2 separate regions of the Pan troglodytes genome follow, and region 1 is linked to region 2. Evidence: chromatin contacts called from public Hi-C data. All regions are on one chromosome and are shown on one strand. The core of a region is the stretch at or near the end of the contact, and the rest is flanking DNA. Distances in the headings are between cores, read along the strand shown.

The links. Hi-C and Micro-C count contacts between places; a contact is called where the count stands out from the background.
Region 1: a contact with region 2 is called in a Hi-C map of stem cell-derived neural progenitor cells, with 2.7 times the contacts expected there. The contact joins the promoter of IFI27L2 here to the enhancer-like site in region 2. A contact is called at or near these places in 5 of 7 Hi-C or Micro-C datasets (blood, induced pluripotent stem cells, a lymphoblastoid cell line and 1 more), 1 of 1 datasets of contacts at active chromatin or transcription factors (stem cell-derived excitatory neurons) and 1 of 1 other capture datasets (stem cell-derived neural stem cells).

The regions. Positions count from the first base shown.
Region 1 is chr15:92,134,863-92,139,727 of NHGRI_mPanTro3-v2.0_pri, reverse strand. IFI27L2 (interferon alpha inducible protein 27 like 2) reads left to right here and starts at 1,417. Exons shown (of 4, transcript XM_016926665.4): 1 at 1,417-1,697; 2 at 1,982-2,011; 3 at 2,636-2,797; 4 at 3,319-3,521. The coding sequence starts at 1,691. The coding sequence ends at 3,509.
Region 2 is chr15:92,055,735-92,060,070 of NHGRI_mPanTro3-v2.0_pri, reverse strand. DDX24 (DEAD-box helicase 24) reads left to right here. Exons shown (of 9, transcript NM_001279842.1): 9 at 152-697. The coding sequence ends at 423. Among named protein-coding and RNA genes, the nearest start is that of DDX24, 32 kb to the left of the region's middle. Within about 2 kb of position 2,755, at least 7 of the 24 cell types and tissues checked have an H3K27ac peak or open chromatin away from gene starts, as enhancers often do. A contact at or near this core is called in stem cell-derived neural progenitor cells and stem cell-derived neural stem cells, where this site is marked.

The sequences.
Region 1 (4,865 bases), core at 168-2,667, 81 kb before region 2:
TTGAATATAAAGATGGAATATCAAATTGAAGGTGAAATGTAAGATGATTCAATAATGGTAGTGGAACAACTGGCTAAGACATATATGGATACATAAAACACTATATGTACCAATCTAAATTCCAGACGGATTAAAGTAAATCTTAAATAGCAAACCCCAGAAGAATCTAAAGAAAATACAAGTGACAGTGTATTGAATAGCTAGTAGAAATGGCCTTTTCTAAAGACAAAAATAATAAAGTAAAATACTGGTAAGTTTGCATAAATATTAAACACTTTTCTGTTTTAAAAAAAACACCAAAAAGGCAGGAATGAAGTATAAATAAAAATTTGCAACATCTATGAGAATGGATGAAGATAATTAATATATCATTAATTCCTACATACCAATAAGGATCCTTGTTCAGTAGAACAAGGATCCAAGAATATGAGAAGATAACTCACAAAATAAGGAGTACATGAAGCTAATAAACTTAAAAATAGTTTAGTCTCACTAGTGGTGAAGAGAAAAGTATATTAAAATAAGTCACCTATTAAATCAACAAAGGGTTTTTGTGTTATTGTTTCTTAACGACAAAGCTAATTGTTAGTGAGGAGTAGAAAAAAAATAGATTCTCTCACATACTTCTGGGAAAATGTAAACTGATGACAATAGTTTTGGATGCCAACATAACAACACAGGTATCAGGTGCTGTAAAAAATGCACAGTTTCTGACCCAGCAGTTCCACCTCCAGGAATATACAGAAAACACTTGTGCCCCATAATGTTAGCACTTCATGCTAAAATAACTTATCAGAGCAAAAATTAGACTTTGAACCCTTAAAAGGGAGGGCTGATACGTTGAACCCACGGGGATGGAATATTTAATGACAAATATCATATTGAAGTTCTGGAAAAGGCAAATGGGCGGGGATGGTTGCCAGGAGCAGGGCGGGGGTGACTCCAAAAGCGCATGAGAGAATTGATGGAGGAGGGGGCGGGGCATGTAAAAAAAACGGTCTGAATCAGAGCTGTCAAAGCCTCCCAGACTCACAGAAGTGTACACTAAAAGGGTGAATTTTACTTTGTAAATCACCTACACCTTAATAAACTTGACTTTTTAAAAATCTTGTTGAAGGATATTAAGCAGCCTGGGGAAATCTAAATGGTTGATTAACTAAAGTAAGTAATTTGCAAGGCAGAGTGTGATGGGAAATTGGCCAGTGGTGGAGGGGGTGTTTACATATTCAGGGGAGACATAGGCTGGGAGCAAACGTGCCAGAATGTATTTATATTAGTGTCTCTCTGGAAGTTAAACATCGTTTATTAAATTAAACATCATTTTTCTCCTTGCATTTTGTTTGTTTCTTTGTTATTGTTGTGTTGTTTTTGGTTTTGGTTTTTGCAGCAAACAGCTCTTCTGTTATTGGCGGGGTTGGAGTGGGGGGCGGTGCTACAGCAATTTGGAAGCAGGGCTCACTTGCTCTGGCTTCTAGGTTCTTTCCAGCGCTTTTCTCTTCGGTAGATCCATCAAGCCGGGACAGGCGAGCCGGGGAGTCGCGAAGGCTCCCGGGCGAGCGGGGTGGGGCGGGGGGCGGGGCCTGCGTCTCTCTAGGGCAGAGTGGGCGCGTCCCTACTGGATGGAGGGGGAAGTAACACCCCAAGAACGCTGTCATTTCCTGGGCCAAGTTGGGACCCGGACGGCCTCACCATGATGAGTGAGTCTTGCTTCCCCAGGGGGCTGGCGGGCTGGGCTGGGGGCAGGCTTCTCCGACCCCAGCCCAGGAAGGGACAGGGAATAGCTTCATTCCCTGACTTCATCAACCAGCTGACCTACTGACTCCCTCTCCCTCCCTTCCTCCCTCCCCTTCCCTTCCTCCCTCCGCTCCTTGCTTCCCTCCCCCTCCCTTCTTCCCTCCCCCTCCCTCCCTTTCTGCCCCTCTCGCTCCTCTTTCTCCCCTTTCCCCTCTCCCTCTGCCTTCCCCTGGCACTCTCTCTCTAGAACGGGCAGCTGCTGCTGCAGTGGGAGGAGGTAAGTTACCCGGATCGCCTGTCTCCAGGCCCTCACCTAGCCTGGTCCCGGGGCTGCTGGGAGAACGCAGAGATGAGGCGCTGGGCTGGCTCTCATCCTCTCATCCTCTCACCCTCCACTTCCGAAGCTGCCCGAGTAGCCTGAGTGAGCCACAAGGGCCGAGAGCAGCATCAAAATACTCCAGGGAAAAGCTCACTCCCATTCCTGACCCAGCTTCTCTTCTAGTCCTTATGTCGAATCAGCATAGGAGGAAGATCGTTTGAAAGAGGGTTTGCAGCTAAACTCCACATGGCTTATTTCACATTTATGCGTGGACACACACACATACACACACACACACACACACACACACAAATTTGAGACCCAATGAAGGGTATTGACTTCCTCAGCATCACACAGCAAGTTAGAGACAAACCAGGGCCATGGCTGGTCCTTCTATGACATCTTTGCTTCACCTGGCTCCACACTCCACCTTTTCTTCACCAGAAGACCACTAACCTGCCATCTCTCTATTGCTCAAGCTGACAGTCTCCGGAAACTGTCAAGGAATTCCTAAGCGGGGGGCGGGGGGAAGGGTCCCTTCTCCTGAGCCCACCTCTGCACTCAGCTTCTCTCTCCCCACAGCCCTGGCAGTGGGGGCTGTGCCCGTGGTGCTCAGTGCCATGGGCTTCACTGGGGCAGGAATCGCCGCGTCCTCCATAGCAGCCAAGATGATGTCCGCAGCAGCCATTGCCAACGGGGGTGGTGTTTCTGCGGGGAGCCTGGTGGCTACTCTGCAGTCTGTGGGTAAGTGTCCTAGACAGGACCACCAGAGCTGCGAGAAGATCCAGCCCTGAGGCTGAGCCCGAGGGAAGCTCTTCTCACCCTGCAGTTCCGTGACCCTCAGCTTCCTGGGTCTTCAGTCTCTCCCTCACTGTCCCCTCTTCTGGCTCCTTCTGAGTGAGGTTTGGGGTGGGAGTGGAGGGGTGATGGGGTGCTGGGTAGGGAGAAGAGGAAAGGAACCTAGGCCAAGAGCAATGCCTGGGTTCTGACACCTGGGTGACCTGGGCAAGGTCCCCTGTCCTTTCTGGGCCTCAGTGGCCTCCTGTGTAAAGTGAGGGGCTCTGTAGCTCTTAGGGTCTGTCTGTGGATGACTCTCCCTCTGTCTCTCAGTTTCCGTGAATTCACCCCTGAGCTGTCTTTTAGTTGCCTCTAGCAGCTTCTACCCATGGCAGAGCCCTGGGATTTTCAGGACCTGGAGGAGGGATCCGGGTGGGATTTCTGGGCCACTGCCCGACCCCTGTGCTCATTCTCTGTCTCCTCCACAGGGGCAGCTGGACTCTCCACATCATCCAACATCCTCCTGGCCTCTGTTGGGTCAGTGTTGGGGGCCTGCTTGGGGAATTCATCTTCTTCTTCTCTCCCAGCTGAACCCGAGGCTAAAGATGAGGCAAGAGAAAATGTACCCCAAGGTGAACCTCCAAAACCCCCACTCAAGTCAGAGAAACATGAGGAATAAAGGTCACATGCAGATGCGTCTCCCTGTTTTGCTTCTTGCAGCTCTGGTTGGAGTTCTGAGCTGGAGGTTTCCAGTTCTCCCTCTCTCCTAGACTGCCCTGTCGTGGAGGGGCAGAGGGAGGTGGTTGGCCACGCAGATAATCGGTAGGCAGAAGGCTTTGATTGGTCTCAGCCTTACGGAGATGGGCCATGTGACCCAGGGCCATTCATGGGCCTTTTCTGGGCCTCAGTTTCCCCCTTATTCAATGTTGGCATTGTCACAGGCTGCTGTTAGGAGGCAGGGGTGAGGGGAAGCCAGGGCACTTCAGGAACCACTGACTGTAGAGCCCTCTGTTCTTCATTAATGGCACTAGATACCCAGAATGAGCAGGACACCATCCTTCCCTTGCCTAACCTCAAAGTCTTGTCAGAAGGCTAATAAGCAAGCCAGCAGGAAAAGACAATGTGTCCAGTGTTACATGCAGGCTCTAGGTACTTTGAGGGGAGGAGGCTGAGTCAGGAATGGTCACCAAAATGTGGCTGGAAAATTGAAGGAAAGGCTGAGTTCATGCGTGAAGACCTGGAACCCTGACCACACCCTCACTGTGTGAGGCTGTTTGGGGTAACAATAAAGGAATACCTGAAGCTGGGTCATTTATAAAGAAAAGAGGTCTATTGGGCCCACAGTTCTGCAGACTGTACAAGAAGCATGGTGCCGGCATCTACTTCTGGTGAAAGCCTCAGGAAGCTTACAATTGCACAAGGGGAAGGAGGAGCAGGTGTGTCACGTGGCAAGAGAGGGAGCAAGAGAGATGCCAGGCTCTTTTAAGTAGCCAGCTCTCTTGTGAACGAATAGAGTGAAAACACTCCTTACTGTGGGGAGGACACGGAGTCATTCATGAGGGATCCGCCCCCATGACCCAAACACCTGCCCCTAGGCCCCACTTCCAACACTGGGGAATCCCATTTTAACATGAGACTTGGAGGGTACAAACATCCAAACTATATCAGTCACTTAAAGACTCCAGTCTTTGTTCATGTGACGGGTGCTACAGTGGATGGGAGGGGTCCACATAGACCCCCAGGAGACTATGATGTCAGGAGAAACTGGGCACTTACCCAAACAAAAGTGACACAGAGCATTATGTTCAGTGCAGTGATGGACTCCAGCCACAAGTAGGGAGCACAGAGGAGGCAGAGATATATTCTCACATCTGGGGAGCCTTCCTGGAAGAGGAGGCAAAGGCTTGGGCTTTGAAAGGCGAATGGAAGTCTGACAGAGGAGGAGGCAGGCAAAGGGAAAGGTGTCCCAGGAGGAAGGAAGTCCCAGCTGCTCAGTGAGAGAACTGGAGAGGGAGATGTAACTAGGCATTTCCAT
Region 2 (4,336 bases), core at 1,506-4,005:
TGCCAAGCCACCACTAGCTTCTTCAGAGAACTTTTGAACCCTGCCTCCCTAAAGTAGTTCTAAAACATTTTTCACTGTGTTACCCATCAAGGGAAACAAAATGTTTCTACAAACCATAGTAAATAGGATCTTTTTTGTATTGTGTTTCAAGGAGGAAAAGCTGACCAGCAAGAAGAACGTCGGAGACAAAAGCAGATGAAGGTTCTGAAGAAGGAGCTGCGCCACCTGCTGTCCCAGCCACTGTTTACGGAGAGCCAGAAAACCAAGTATCCCACTCAGTCTGGCAAGCCACCCCTGCTTGTGTCTGCCCCAAGTAAGAGCGAGTCTGCTTTGAGCTGTCTCTCCAAGCAGAAGAAGAAGAAGACAAAGAAGCCGAAGGAGCCGCAGCCGAAACAGCCACAGCCAAGTACAAGTGCAAATTAACTGCCCTGGTCAAGTGTGTCAGTGACTGCACATTGGTTTCTGTTCTCTGGCTATTTGCAAAACCTCTCCCACCTTTGTGTTTCACTCCACCACCAACCCCAGGTAAAAAAGTCTCCCTCTCTTCCACTCACACCCATAGCGGGAGAGACCTCATGCAGATTTGCATTGTTTTGGAGTAAGAATTCAATGCAGCAGCTTAATTTTTCTGTATTGCAGTGTTTATAGGCTTCTTGTGTGTTCAACTTGATTTCATAAATTAAAAACAATGGTCAGAGCCATTGTGTCATCCTGATTTTTTTTTTTTTTAAGATAGAAGATGGTGGTGGTGTAGTTTGTTTCATTATTAACTTAGTGATTCTCCTGGGCCAGCACAGTGCTAAGCCCTTGAAAGGACAGGAATAGTGTCAGACCTCTGGCTGCAGGCCAAGATTGGACAGTGTGGATGGAGCAAGAGGCTGGAATGTTCAAGAGGTGCATGTTCCTGCTTTACCCAGAGCAGCAACCTAATAGCTCCTTAGCTCTCTCCACTCTCCTGGGTATTGTCCGAGCCACCGTGGGAGGTGGGCAGGGATGAGGTTGCTGTCTTCAGGCTTCCCTCACATCACAGAGCCAACAGTAACAGTCGCTAGGTCTGGCGTGTGAAGCCCTCAGGATCTAGCCCCAGCCTTGTCTCCACTCCCTCCTCTGTGACAGAGCAGGCTCCTGCCCACGGTTCCATGCACCCCTTCTCTTGTCCTGAGCCTTTGTGCAGAATAGGCTTTTCCGTCGGTCTGGATTGCCTTTTGGCCTTCTCCATCCTGGAGCACTGCCATGGGTCCTCTAGTCCTGAGCCTCTAAGGGGAAGCAGTGCTTCTCCTGGGGCTCCCTTAGTGTCCCGTGCTTACCCTCTTCATAGCACTTGCCATGCTGTGTTCCCTTAGCTGAGCTCCTTGGGAGAAGAGGAACTCAAGGCTTGGTCAGCCTGGTATAAATATGTGCTCAGGGAACTAGGGACTTCCCAATGCTGCCCCAGCTTTGTCTGGATCAGTGTAGGTGAGTATCCACAACTCCCACAACCATGGGAGAAGCATAGATTTCTGCACAGCTGTCTGGCTTCCAAACAGATATTCGTCGGGGCACAATACAATACAGTTGTTTAGTTCAAGGGGTGCTAGGGAATTGAAGAGGATACACAAAGGGACCAAGATACCCCAAGATCTAAGTAGCTAGCCTCTCTCAGCCTCATGGTTGGCACTTTTATCTAATTAGCATTTAGTCTTGAAGGTCCTGAGAAATAATTTTTTTTTTTTTTTGAGACAGGGTCTTGCTCCGTTGCCCAGGTTGGAGTACAATGACACAATCACAGCTCACTGCAACCTCACACTCCTGGGCCCAGGCAGTCCTCCCGCCTCAGCCTCCCAAGTAGCTGGGACTACAGGCACACAACACCACATCTGGCTGAATTTTTTTTTTTTTAGTAGAGATGGGGTCTCACTATGTTGCTTAGGCTGGTCTCAAAACTCCTGCCCTCAAGTGATCCTCTTGCCTCAGCCTCCCAAAGTGCTGAGATTACAGGTGTGAGCCACTGTGCCCATCTATAAGTCTTAATAGTGTTTTTTGTACCTGAGCATATAGACACCCACTGATTGAGACTTGCCCAGGGCCACGCAGCAGCCAAGTAGCAGAGGTGGGATTAGTATCTTCCTTTTGGGCCCAGGACAAGTTCAGAAAACTACTTCAGTCTCAGAAGTGTTGCCAAGGAATGGCCTCCCATCCCCCAGTGTCACCAGTGACCTGAATAGGAGGGGAAATTGCCCTTGTCTGTGAGGTCAGCTCCTGACTGACAGCTATCAGAGAATGGCAGGGAGACTCTCCATTTTCCAAATGATGCAGTGGTGGTCAGTGGGGTTAGTAAGCGGGCTCAATATCCCCTAATAGCACCTGAGCCGTGGGAGTGAAGCCACTTGTCATAAGCCAAACATTGATCCCCTGATGACTGTCCGTGTCCTGTCCTAGCCATCTAACAGCAAATTCTTTTCCTTGGTGGAGGAGCTAATACGTAGACAGGCTTTAAAAGACAGGAGCAGCCTTCCAAGCAGTGCTACTCTCGCCTGGTAAGGTGAAGTTGGTGGGCAGAGCTTCCAGAGTGTCCTGGATCTGCCATTAAACAAGGAATATCCCTCCCCAGCTAATCTACTTAATACATAAGCACCACGGAAAAGCAGAGTTCTTGGCTGCATGCCAGGTACCCAGTATTAAGAAGCCAGGACAAAAGTAGTTATGGAAACCATTTTAATGCTAGGAGAATGTTTTTACTTACTGCCCAGGGAAGCTGTAGGGCTTGGCCCACATCCCGCAGGGCCTGGGGCCCCTGGAAGCCACTCACTGAGTTACAGCCCCCTCCCCACTCCTGTATCTGCTCAGGGTGGTGATGTGTTTGGCTCCTAGACTCTCTCTCATGGTTCCCCTGACAATCTTGCTTGGGAAGCCACCGAGTCACTGCCAAGGTGACATGCTTCCCCATCTGCAGTGCCCTATGCTTCCTGTCAGGAAGGACAGGTTGGGGAATATCCCTTTGTAGAGCCCATACGATGAGTGTGTCAGGTATAATAGCTATTTTCACACAAGGAATCTCATTCCGTTTTAACCAATAATCCAGTGACACATAGGTATTGTTGCCATTTCACAAACTTGGGAATTGGGGCTCAGGGAGGTGAAGTGACTTGGCCAAGATCATACAGCTAGTAAGTGAATGCTGAAGTTTGAACCCTGGCATTCTGGCTCCAGAGCTCTCATTTGTGCTTAAAATAGGAACCCAGTCAAAAGCAGGGACTGTGCTCTTTCTGTTGCTAATTGTTCCCATTGATTTAAAAGTTTCCTTTGGAGAGAAAGTATCATAATAAACATGCAGTTGTGAAAACAAGCTCTCAAAGCAACTCTCCTTCCAGCTTTTGGTCTGGAGAGAGATGGCTCTGGGGTGAGGGTAGAGAATTATCCAGGAAGTGGGACTGGCCAGGGTGACTGGCTGCTGTGGACAAGCAAGGTAACATCCACAGATGACTAGATTTTAACAAGCTGCCAAAGCCTGCCACACCTTTTCATCCACTATGTTTTCCCTTCGAGACAAAGATCTGAGAGAGAACGTGGGGGAAACAAGGGCAATGGTTCGGATTTGGCCAGTGGTTTTTTGCAAAAAGGGGAAAAGCAGAGGGTAAGACCATGAAAGTAACTTGGCCTTCCTCTGCCAGAGCTTGAGTGTCCTGATTCTGAAGTGATAGAATAGATTCTTTTCTGGGAAGAGGGCCCCTGTGAGTTTCCGGGGGGCTCTGTGACCTGGAAGCACAGCACAGGAAGTCTCCTAGAGGGAATTTCTCCAGCCAGTCTGCCAAACAGCTCTGCTTCTGAGGCTACCACACAAGCCACAAATACAGAGACATAGCAGCCCAGTGAGGCTTCTGCTGTGCTTGAGAGCCTAGCTGGAAGGCCCAGAGCCCACCTTACAGCCCCTTAGAACAGCCAAGGCGTCATCCAGGCCATGTGTGTGTCCGTTCACACCTTTCAGTTGGGAAACAGGGATCCCCTGGAGACTTGTCTGGCAAAGATGATGCTATTCACAAATCATGTCATGTGTTCCCCCCACGCTTCCAGTGTACTTCTCATAGACCATGGTGGGACACTGAACAAATTCAGAGGTGACGGTCAAATTTACATTCCTGTGAAAAAGTGACATAATGACTTAGCCAGAGCCTTTGGATCCAAACTCCAGCTGAGGGCAGTATGGAAACCAGGGTCCCTGCTTGGAACTAAAATCCCCTGATATCTGAGAGTGCTATTGGCTTTTCATGAAGGCAGAAGAGTGACACAAATCTGACATTTGTGTCAAGAGGACTCTGAGGAGTCTGCTACCCAGTCCTTGTGCAGTCAGGTTGTCAGC